Regions from separate parts of the Mus musculus genome. Here all the other regions are linked to region 1. Evidence: chromatin contacts called from public promoter capture Hi-C data. All regions are on one chromosome and are shown on one strand. Each heading gives the region's core, a stretch centred on a gene start, on an enhancer-like site or on the middle of the called end of the contact. The rest is flanking DNA. Distances are from core to core; before and after follow the strand shown. Region 1 holds the start of Actn4 (actinin alpha 4). Region 2 holds the start of Fbxo17 (F-box protein 17). Region 3 holds the start of Fam98c (family with sequence similarity 98, member C).

Evidence for each region. Promoter capture Hi-C pulls out the DNA fragments that hold promoters and counts their contacts.
Region 2: a contact with region 1 is called in a promoter capture Hi-C map of cranial neural crest. The contact joins the promoter of Fbxo17 here to the promoter of Actn4 in region 1. A contact is called at or near these places in 1 of 39 promoter capture datasets (cranial neural crest), 2 of 115 datasets of contacts at active chromatin or transcription factors (embryonic stem cells and pancreatic cancer cells) and 1 of 9 other capture datasets (embryonic stem cells).
Region 3: a contact with region 1 is called in a promoter capture Hi-C map of erythroid cells, with 2.9 times the contacts expected there. The contact joins the promoter of Fam98c here to the promoter of Actn4 in region 1. A contact is called at or near these places in 1 of 39 promoter capture datasets (erythroid cells), 6 of 484 Hi-C or Micro-C datasets (B cells, the G1E-ER4 cell line, LSK cells and 3 more), 4 of 115 datasets of contacts at active chromatin or transcription factors (effector CD8 T cells, embryonic stem cells and pancreatic cancer cells) and 2 of 9 other capture datasets (adipose tissue and liver).

Annotation. Positions count from the first base shown.
Region 1 is chr7:28,960,849-28,963,843 of GRCm38.p6, reverse strand. It overlaps Actn4 (actinin alpha 4), which reads left to right and starts at 1,512. Exons shown (of 21, transcript NM_021895.3): 1 at 1,512-1,825. The coding sequence starts at 1,661.
Region 2 is chr7:28,715,397-28,718,391 of GRCm38.p6, reverse strand. It overlaps Fbxo17 (F-box protein 17), which reads right to left and starts at 1,602. Exons shown (of 7, transcript NM_015796.2): 1 at 1,354-1,602.
Region 3 is chr7:29,154,750-29,157,744 of GRCm38.p6, reverse strand. Fam98c (family with sequence similarity 98, member C) reads left to right here and starts at 1,535. Exons shown (of 8, transcript NM_001146023.1): 1 at 1,535-1,615; 2 at 1,715-1,860; 3 at 1,936-2,070; 4 at 2,388-2,593. The coding sequence starts at 1,575.

The DNA.
Region 1 (2,995 bases), core at 263-2,762:
GAAGCACAGATGAGCTCTGACCAGCACACATGACATGGGCACCCCTGACCCACACAATAAATACATGTAAATTTCAAAGAAATCAAACCCAAAGGCTGGAGGCAGAAGAGTGGGGGTGGCAGGAAGAAGGCTTGGAATGGTGGCTGCTGGCTGCCTCTTTGTAAGAAGCCCTATAAGGGAGGATTAAGGTTTCCTGAGCAGCTGGAAGCAGGAAGTCACCTTTCAAGATGGAGATGGCCCCTCTGGTTATCAGATGGCCTTCAATGAGGCACTATTATTATTCCGTGTGTGTTTCTTTTCTCCTCTACCTACCCCCACTTCCCCCTCTGAGACTGGGTTTTTCTGGCTATCCTAGAACTCACTCTGTCTATCAGGCTGGCCTCAAACTCAGTGCTCTGCCTGCTTTTGCCTCCTGAGTGCTGGGATTAATACACCACCATGCCTGGTTTCCATAATTCTTATTGTTGCCCATCTCTCCTACAAAGTTAGTCGTTTGATAACTGACCTGGCTTACCATGCTGTCCGTAGTTGGAAAGTGGCTGCATGTAGTAGGTGCATAGTATTTGCTGCGAGAATGAAGATAGACAAGTCCAAAAGGACCCCTTGCCTTCCCTGCTAACTAGCTATCCCAGTCCAATCTAACTCGACGTATCTTTGAAAGAGTTTCTTTAAATATCTACCTTTTCCCTTTTCCCAGAAGACTTTACAAATCCAGCCCATTCTAGAGTTTCTTTTCTTTTCTTTTTTTAAGACAGGGTCCTCATGTAGCCCACACTAGATTCAAACTCGCTGTGTACTAAGTAAGTCTGGCCTTGAACCCTCCTGTCCACACCTCCAGTTGGGATCTAAGGTATGTGTCACCATGCCCAGTTATTTGTTTGCTTGTTTGTTTCGAGACAGGGTTTCTCTGTGGAGCCCTGGCTGTCTTGGAACTCACTCTGTAGACCAGGCTGGCCTCGAACTCAGAAATCCACCTGCTTCTGCCTCTAAGTGCTGGGATGAAAGGCGTGCGCCAACACTGTCCGGCCCACCATGCCCAGTTTTAAGCTCGATTATTTATTTAATTTAAGACTGGTCTTCCTGTGTAACCCAAGCTCCAACATGTTATCTGTCGTTCAGTCTCTGCGGCCTGAGAACAGAGATCCCACGTTCCATCGTGCAAGGTTTATAGTATATAGTTTCGAAAGGGTGGGGACTTTTCCTGACTTCTTTAATGCCAAGGCAGAAAACACGGTCTCACACATAGCAGGCAGCCAAATAAATCTTGATTATGTCTGAATGGCTGAATGGGAACACATTCCACCCCGAAACAGGTTAAAGCCGGATGAGGAGCCCCGCCTTATGAATCATTCATGACTTGGGCCCCGCCCACACGGGGTGACGCGCGCGTTCCCGCTAGAAGCGCCTGGGCTCCCACGCTGGGCGGGCAGCCGGAGGTGCGTTCTGCGCCGGCGCCGAGAGCCCGGGGCCTCCTCAGGTGCGCGCGCGCGGGAGGGCGGCGGCGGCAGCGCAGTGCGCAGGCGCGGCAAGTGAACTGCGCAGGCGTCAGTCTTGGGCGGGCTGAAAGCAGCTGAAGCGGCGGCCGAGTCGGAGCCTCCGGCACAGGGGCGGGAGCTGAGGCGGTAGCGGACCGGCTGGCGGGCTAGCGAAAGGCGGCGGAATGGTGGACTACCACGCAGCGAACCAGGCGTACCAGTACGGCCCGAACAGCGGCGGCGGCAATGGCGCGGGTGGCGGCGGAAGCATGGGCGACTACATGGCCCAGGAGGATGACTGGGACCGGGACCTGCTGTTGGACCCGGCCTGGGAGAAGCAGCAGCGCAAGGTGCGCGGCCCGTGACCCGGGCTGGGTGGCGTCCTGCGCGTGGCGGGGAGGCCTGGAGGAGGGTCCTGGGAGACAATTGGCGGGTTCGGGAACGGGTTTGCAGTCCCGGAGAGGGATTACAGAGCTTAAGGAAGCAATTGGGAATCTGGAGGGGGAGGGGGGAAGTGGCGGCCAGGTAGGAGACACGGGGAACTGGGACAAACGAGATGATGATTCGGGAGGTTGCAATGGAACTAGGTTTTAAGGCGAGATTGTTGGATCAGAGGAAGCATTGATGGGGCCCAGGCAAGCAATGGGGTCCAGGAAGGGAATTGGTGAGCCTGGATAGTATTTGGTTTGGGAATCCTAGTATGGAGGAGATAGTCTGGAGTGCAGAGAGTCTGAAGAAGAGATTGGAATTGCAGGAAGCCTTAGTGTGTGTGTGTGTGTGTGTGTGTGTGTGTTGGGGGGTGGTTCTAGAAGAGATGAAGAATCAGGAAAGGTAAAAAGGGGGCACTAAGGAGAGGATTGTGGAATCCTGAGACAGGGAGGGGGGCCTGCATGGGCTAGGGTGTGTGGTGAGTAGGTGTTAAGATGGTCTGATGGGACTAGGGGTCTGAGAAGGTAGGTGTTCAGGACAGAAGTTAGGGGCCTAGGAACAAAAAAGATGTTTGTGTGAGGAGGGTGAGATTTATTGAGGGCGCCTTGCTGTAAAAAGAAAAGGATAGGGGCGTAATTAGAATTGATGGGGAGACCCAAAAGAGTGTGGGTGCTTTGAAGAAGGGAGAGGTAGTGAAACAGTTAAGGTTCCAGGTTCACGGGGAAATAGTTCAACAGTGAGAATAGTGGAAGACAGTAGGAGCAGGGATGGAGGATAATGGGAGGGGGTTAGTTTGGGAAAATGGAAGTCTGATTAGGAATGCCTGATTAAAAGACTTGGGGGTTCATTGAGTGAGGAAGAAATGAGTGTTCTGGGAGAGTAGTGTCTTTTGATGGGGAGGGTAGGTGAAGGGGTATTAAAATAGTATTTCCTGATGGTATTTAGGAGTGTGGGGGCGATGCTAAAGGGAAGCCACAGTATGGAGTGGAGGTCAGAGTAGGAGGCCAGGAGTGGAGATGTGTTGGGTGGTTGAGAGGGAAGCTAGGAGTGATGGGAGAGAGGGTGTGAGTGTATGCAGAAAGAGCTAAAGA
Region 2 (2,995 bases), core at 353-2,852, 250 kb after region 1:
TGCTCAAACTGCTTCCTTATAGAACCCAGGACCACCAGCCCAGGGGCAAAACCACCCAAAAGAAAGGACTGGGCTCTCTCACATCAATCACTAATTAAGAAAATGTACTACTGGCCAAACTGATGGGGGCATCTGTTCAGTTGTGGGACCCTCTTCCCAAGTGATGTTAGCTTGTGTCAATTTGACATAAAACTAGTCAGCACACGGTCATTGTTTAAAATCAGATTTGCGCAGAGGCAGGCTCTGAGTTCGAGGCCAGCCTGGTCTACAGAACGAGTTCCAGGACCGCCAGGGCTACTGGCGAAAAACAGAACAAAACAAAACAAAACAAACCACTAAAATCAGATTTGTGTTATTTATACTTCCAAGACAGGGAGTGGAATAAACTGAAGAAATGAACTCAGAAGAACAAACGTTACACGGAAAGGAATAAACACAGCTGAAATGCATCAATGTAGCTAAGTCAGGAAACAGCCTGAGACCCTGAAGCACGCATTCTGCAAAGGGGCTGCCAGCCAGAGTGATCCAGCCGCGGCCCAGGGCCTACATGTTGGTCTGGGCTGGCTATTTCTTTTCCCCCTTTTCGGTTGGCTATTTGGGACATGGGTAGAGCTGCGAGAGGGGGTGCTGGGAGAACCTTTTCTTCTTTTTTTTTTTTAAATTTGATTTTAAATAAAAAGTAAGATGTTATTGTTGCGCAAGTGTTTGATGTGTATGCGTGTTAGTGTGTGGGTCAGAGGACAACACGTGGGTCTCCATTCTCGCCTTTAACTCTGAGTCTTGAGAATCACCAGGAGGCTTGGCGGCAGGCACTTTTTCCTGCCACCATCGACCCGGTAGACCTAGTTCCATAAAAACAAAGTATGTATGAAACGTGGGAAATGAAGCCCACTACTTTGTATGCTATCTTAAATGTTAGTAAAAAATAGTAGGGTGTGGCTGCGCACGGGTTTAGTCCCAGTACTGAAGAGGAAGAGGCAGGGGGATCTCTGAGTACAAGGCCAGGCTGGGCTACATAGCAAGGCCAGTCAGAGGTACAAAAGAAAAGAAAAAGAAAAACCACACACACACACACACACACACACACACACACACACACGGAATGTAAAGTCTTCTCAGTGGGACTTGTAGCTTTGCAACTTGCACGTGTACAGCTAGCTCAGTGTAAGAGTGCACTGCATAAGGGAAGAGTCTGGGAAACGATGTACAGACTCCTGGAGACTGCGTCCCTGGGGTGGGGTGGGTTGGGGGCGGGGAGGGGCACACAGAGCCAGTGGAGAGACTCCTCCATTCTCCAGACTGCTCCAGCCGCTGGTTTGGACACGACCCTCGAGTCCCATCCCAGGTCCGTACCTGTCCGGGAGCTCACCGGGCGGCCTGCTCTGAGTTGGCGGGGAAGATCCAATCCCTACCCGGCGCTGGAGGCAGTCGAAGAGTAACCCGAGGTCCGGGAAGTCAGCCCCGTGATCTGGGGTCCTAGTGGACCGTCTTCTTCTATGCTCAGGATCCCGGGGCCACCGGGCAACGTTGCAGCCTGAGTGAGCCCGGCCCAGGGCCGCCGAGCTAGGCCGCCTGTCCCTGAAACGTGGCTGCCAATCCCCTGGTGGACACCCCGGGCACCTCCCCTGCCCCCTTCCCTGAGACCCGCCCCGCCCCACTCTTCCGCCCCAGGCAGCTTTTCCTAACACCGTCGTCAGGGTAAATTCTTTGGTCCCTAGCGAAAGGCTCAGCTGTGGCTCTGACCGCAGATTTGAAACCAGAGAATGAAAGCAGAGACAGGATCGGTTCTTGGAAGCAGAATCCGTCTTTAGCAGAACCGTTCAACACGCGGGCTCCGCAGCAATCGCTACTCAGCTGTTCAGCTTAAGCGAACCCTTCCCCTCCAGGAAGATCAGCGACGCCCCCCCCCCATGACTCCTTAAATTTATTTATTTACTTATATATTCACTACCACCACCACCCATCTCCCACCCACTATGTAGCTATCCAGGAACACTATGTAGATCAGGCTGGCCTGAAACTCACAAAGATCCCCCTGCCTCTGCCTCTTGAGTGATAGGCTCCAAGGCAGATAACAGTACTTCTCAGCTATTGTTATTATTTTAGATGTATTATTTATTTTCATTTTGTGTGTGTACTGGGTGGTTTTGTGTGTTAACTTGACACAACTAAGAGTCATCGGGGAGGAAGGGGCCTCCGTTAAGAAAATGTCTCCATGAGATCCAGCTGTAGGGCATTTTCTCAATTAGTGATTGATTGGGGGGGGGGAGCAACCCATTATGAGCGGTGCTGTCCCTGGACTGGTAGTCCTGGGTTGTATAAGAAAGCAGGCTGAGCAAGCCATAAGGAGCAACCTTCCACTGCTTCTGCATCATCTCCTGCCTCCAGGTCCCTGTTCTGTCTGGGTTCCTGTCCTGACTTCTTTCAATAATGAACAGCAATGTGGAAGTATGAGCCAAATAAGCTCTTTCCTCCCCAACTTGTTTTTTGGTAACGGTGTTTCATTGTAGCAATAGAAACCCTAACCAAGACAATGTATATGAGTGTTTGCCTTCCTGTGCCTATGTGAACCACATGCATGCAGTATCCACAGAGGCAGGCAGGGGTGCTGTGAGCCTTGGAGTTACAAATGGCTGTGAGCTATTGCAGAAACCAGACTCAGGTTCTCTGTAAAAAAAACAGTCAACGCTCTTAACCACTGAGCCATCTCTCCAGTCTTTTCCAGGGTCTTTGTCAATCACTTTTCATTATTTATCTATGTACTTATTTATTTTTTTATGTGTTTTTATTGTGTGTAGGTGCAACACATGCATGGGAGTGTCGTTGCATGTGTGTGGGTCAGAGGTCATCTTTCCTTCAGCGGTGGGTTCTGGGGATTGAACTCGGGTGTCGGGCAGGCTCCGTCATATACTGAGCCATCTTGCTAGGCATACACTTTATTTTTCTGGAACAGGGTCTCTCAAACAATCTGGAAGTCCCAGGGATCCTTTTGTCT
Region 3 (2,995 bases), core at 286-2,785, 190 kb before region 1:
TCCTCGGGTGCTTACGAACCCCCAGAGGTCAGTGCTGGGAGCCAGCTTTTGAGAGAGCAGCAAGTCCAGTTCCCCGACTTCTTGGATTTTTGTTTTTGGACAGGGTTTCTCTGTGTAGCCCTGGCTGTCCTGGAACTCACTCTGTACATCAGGCTGGCCTCGAACTCAGAAATCCGCCTGCCTCTGCCTCCTGAGTGCTGGGATCAAATTCGTGCGCCACTACGCCCGGCTTTACTTGTTATTAACTAAGGATGCACCTTAACATATGGACCATAATCCTCACACTTTTAAGAATGAGTGCTTGAGGGGGCTGTCGAGATGGCTCAGTGGGTAAGAGCACCAACTGCTCTTCTGAAGGTCCTCAGTTCAAATCCCAGCAACCACATGGTGGCTCACAACCATCCGTAATGAGATCTGATGCCCTCTTCTGGTACGTCTGAAGACAGCTACAGTGTACTTACATATAACAATAAATAAATCTTAAAAAAAAAAAAAAATGAGTGCTTGAAACATTGGGTGTGACACAAACCTATAGTCCCAGATCTTGGGGGGCTAAGATAGGAGGGTCTTAGTGAGGCCAGATTCCATTTAATATATTAATGGCTGGAGAGATGGCTCAGTGGTTAGGAGCACTTGTTCTAGCAGAAGACTTGGGTTTGGTTCCCAGCACCCACACAAGACTTCACGACCACCTGGAAGTCCTGGAAGTCCAGTTGCAGGAGATTGTAAGCCTTCTGACTTCTGTGGGCACAAGGTACGCGCACACACATGCACACGCACACACACACACACACACACACACACACACATACACACACACGACATTCAGGCACATAAAACATATACTTTATTGCCCTTGGATCCCAATCGCATAGATGGAAAAAACCAGTTTGGCAGAAACATTAGCTGGCAAATGGAGTCAACCCCAGTCCCATCGGCTTGCCTCCCCCTTAGGATGGAGTTTCTCAATGGCATCTGCTTTTTCTTTCGAAGGCCTACAGAGGCAGAGAGTCTGGCTAACACTGGACCCACTGTGAGGTGGAAGGAGGGTCTGGCTGAGGTGGGAGAGTGGATGTGAAGACGTGCTGAAAATCTAATCCTAAAGTGGAAGAAAAACAAGTCGGATGGGACTTTCGGTCTGGGGTGCACTAAGAACAAAGGGCAGCTGGGCGTGTCACACGCCTGTCAACCAGCAAACAGAAGGAGGAAGCAGGACTAAGAAGCCAGCCTGAGCTACATAAATGTATAAATCGAGACCCTGCCTCCAAAAGTATAAAAGTTAAATAAGTTGCTTTTTGCTTTTTTTTTTTTTTTTTTTTCTTGAGAGTCGGACAGTAGGGACACCCGAGCCTCCTGCGACCTCGTAGATCCAAACCTCAAGCTATAAAATTTACACTGGACAAGTTACCTGAAGGGTGCGCGTGGCGCGCGACCAAGCCAATAGGAGCGTGGAAGCGCCTTCGCACGAGAATATGGTTGGATAGCAGCGGGAGAGAGGAGGCGGAGGGAAGAGGGGGCGGAGCCTTTCCCTGGCGGAAGGGGGCGCGCGCACCGGGTCCGCAGACGGAGTTGCCATGGATGGGGCCATGGTAGCGGGTGACCTTCTGACACTGGGGTAAAAGATTCGGTGGTGTGGCCTGGGGGTACGGGAAGGGCGCACTCGCCTGGGGACGCGGACGCAGAGGGACTCGCACTGACGCGTGCCCCGCCGCAGGTACGATGCCCTCCCGGAGGGGGCGTCTCGGGGTCCCGCGTGTGCAGACTTCAGGGCGCTGTGCGCGCGGCTGGCGGCCGAGCTGACGGCTCTGGGAGCTCTGGAGCGGCGAGAGGAGGGCACCGCAGTGCTGGGCGCCGGCCACGGTGCGTGAGAAGCTGGGTGGACGGCGGGTAGAGCCGCGGAACCCGCTGCTTCCTGATGGCTTCTTCCTCCCGCAGGCCCGGACACAGAGGAAGAGTTCCTGCGGCAGTTGGCCGGCTGGCTGCGGGCGTTGCACTGCCCGGATCGCGCGCTCTGCGGCGGAGACTGCGCCACCGTGCTGCGGGAGCCCGGCGGCGGCCTGCGTCTGCTGCGTGAGCGAGCTTGGAAGGCCCAGGGTGGTGGCGGTGGGCGGGGCCTCTGAATGGGGCGGGCTCTGACGCTCAGACTGGACTCCCGTGGGTGTGGCCAAAGCTTTGCGGCGAGCTTGAAGGCCGCAGGTAGATAGGCTAGGGTTAATTAAGGCTTGGCTTGAATTCTGACAGAGGCCTCTGAAAACTTTAATGCGTTGAGTTAAACGCCAGTTGGGTGGTTCTGAAGTGGACCCACATCCCCCATTGTCGGTGGGTGAGGCTTACTCTGGGGGAAGGGCCAAGGTTCTGGTTGGGTAGGGATCTACTCCTCTTTTTAGGGTTTCTTTGCTCTGAGCTCCAGGCTGCCCGCCTCTTGCATCTAAGGCTCCAGCGGGATTCTAGCCCTGTGCCATCCTTTGGAGAAGGGACAAAGAAGGCGAATGGCGTTGTTCAGGAACTGACGCTAACTCTTCAAGCCCTGGGGCTCCCCAGACCCCTGCGTGGAACCCTGGCTAGCCAGCTACTTCGGGAGTTTCATGACAAGGTAGAGAGAGTCTCCTCCTGAGGTACCTTACTTGTGGAAAGGAGCCTGTTTTCAAAACCAGCTCTAAAAAGGATGACCCATCGACAGTGGCCATTCGTTCTAATTTGCTTTTTGCTGTGATAAAACACTGACCAAAGCCAGCTTAGGGGAGGAAACCGTTTGTTTCCCTTCACAAGTTACAGCCCACCGTTGAAGGAAACTGAGGCAGGAACCCAAGCCTCAAGCCAGCCATGGAGGACAACCGTTTACTAGCACATGCCTCCCGGCTTGTTCAGCTACCTCTTATACAGCCCAGGCCCAGAGTGGGCTGGGCACGCCTATATCCAATAGCAATTGTCAAGTTGGCAAAAGTCGTTAACACTTCTGAGACCCAGGTTCACAGGGTTGAGGGAAACTAGAGCC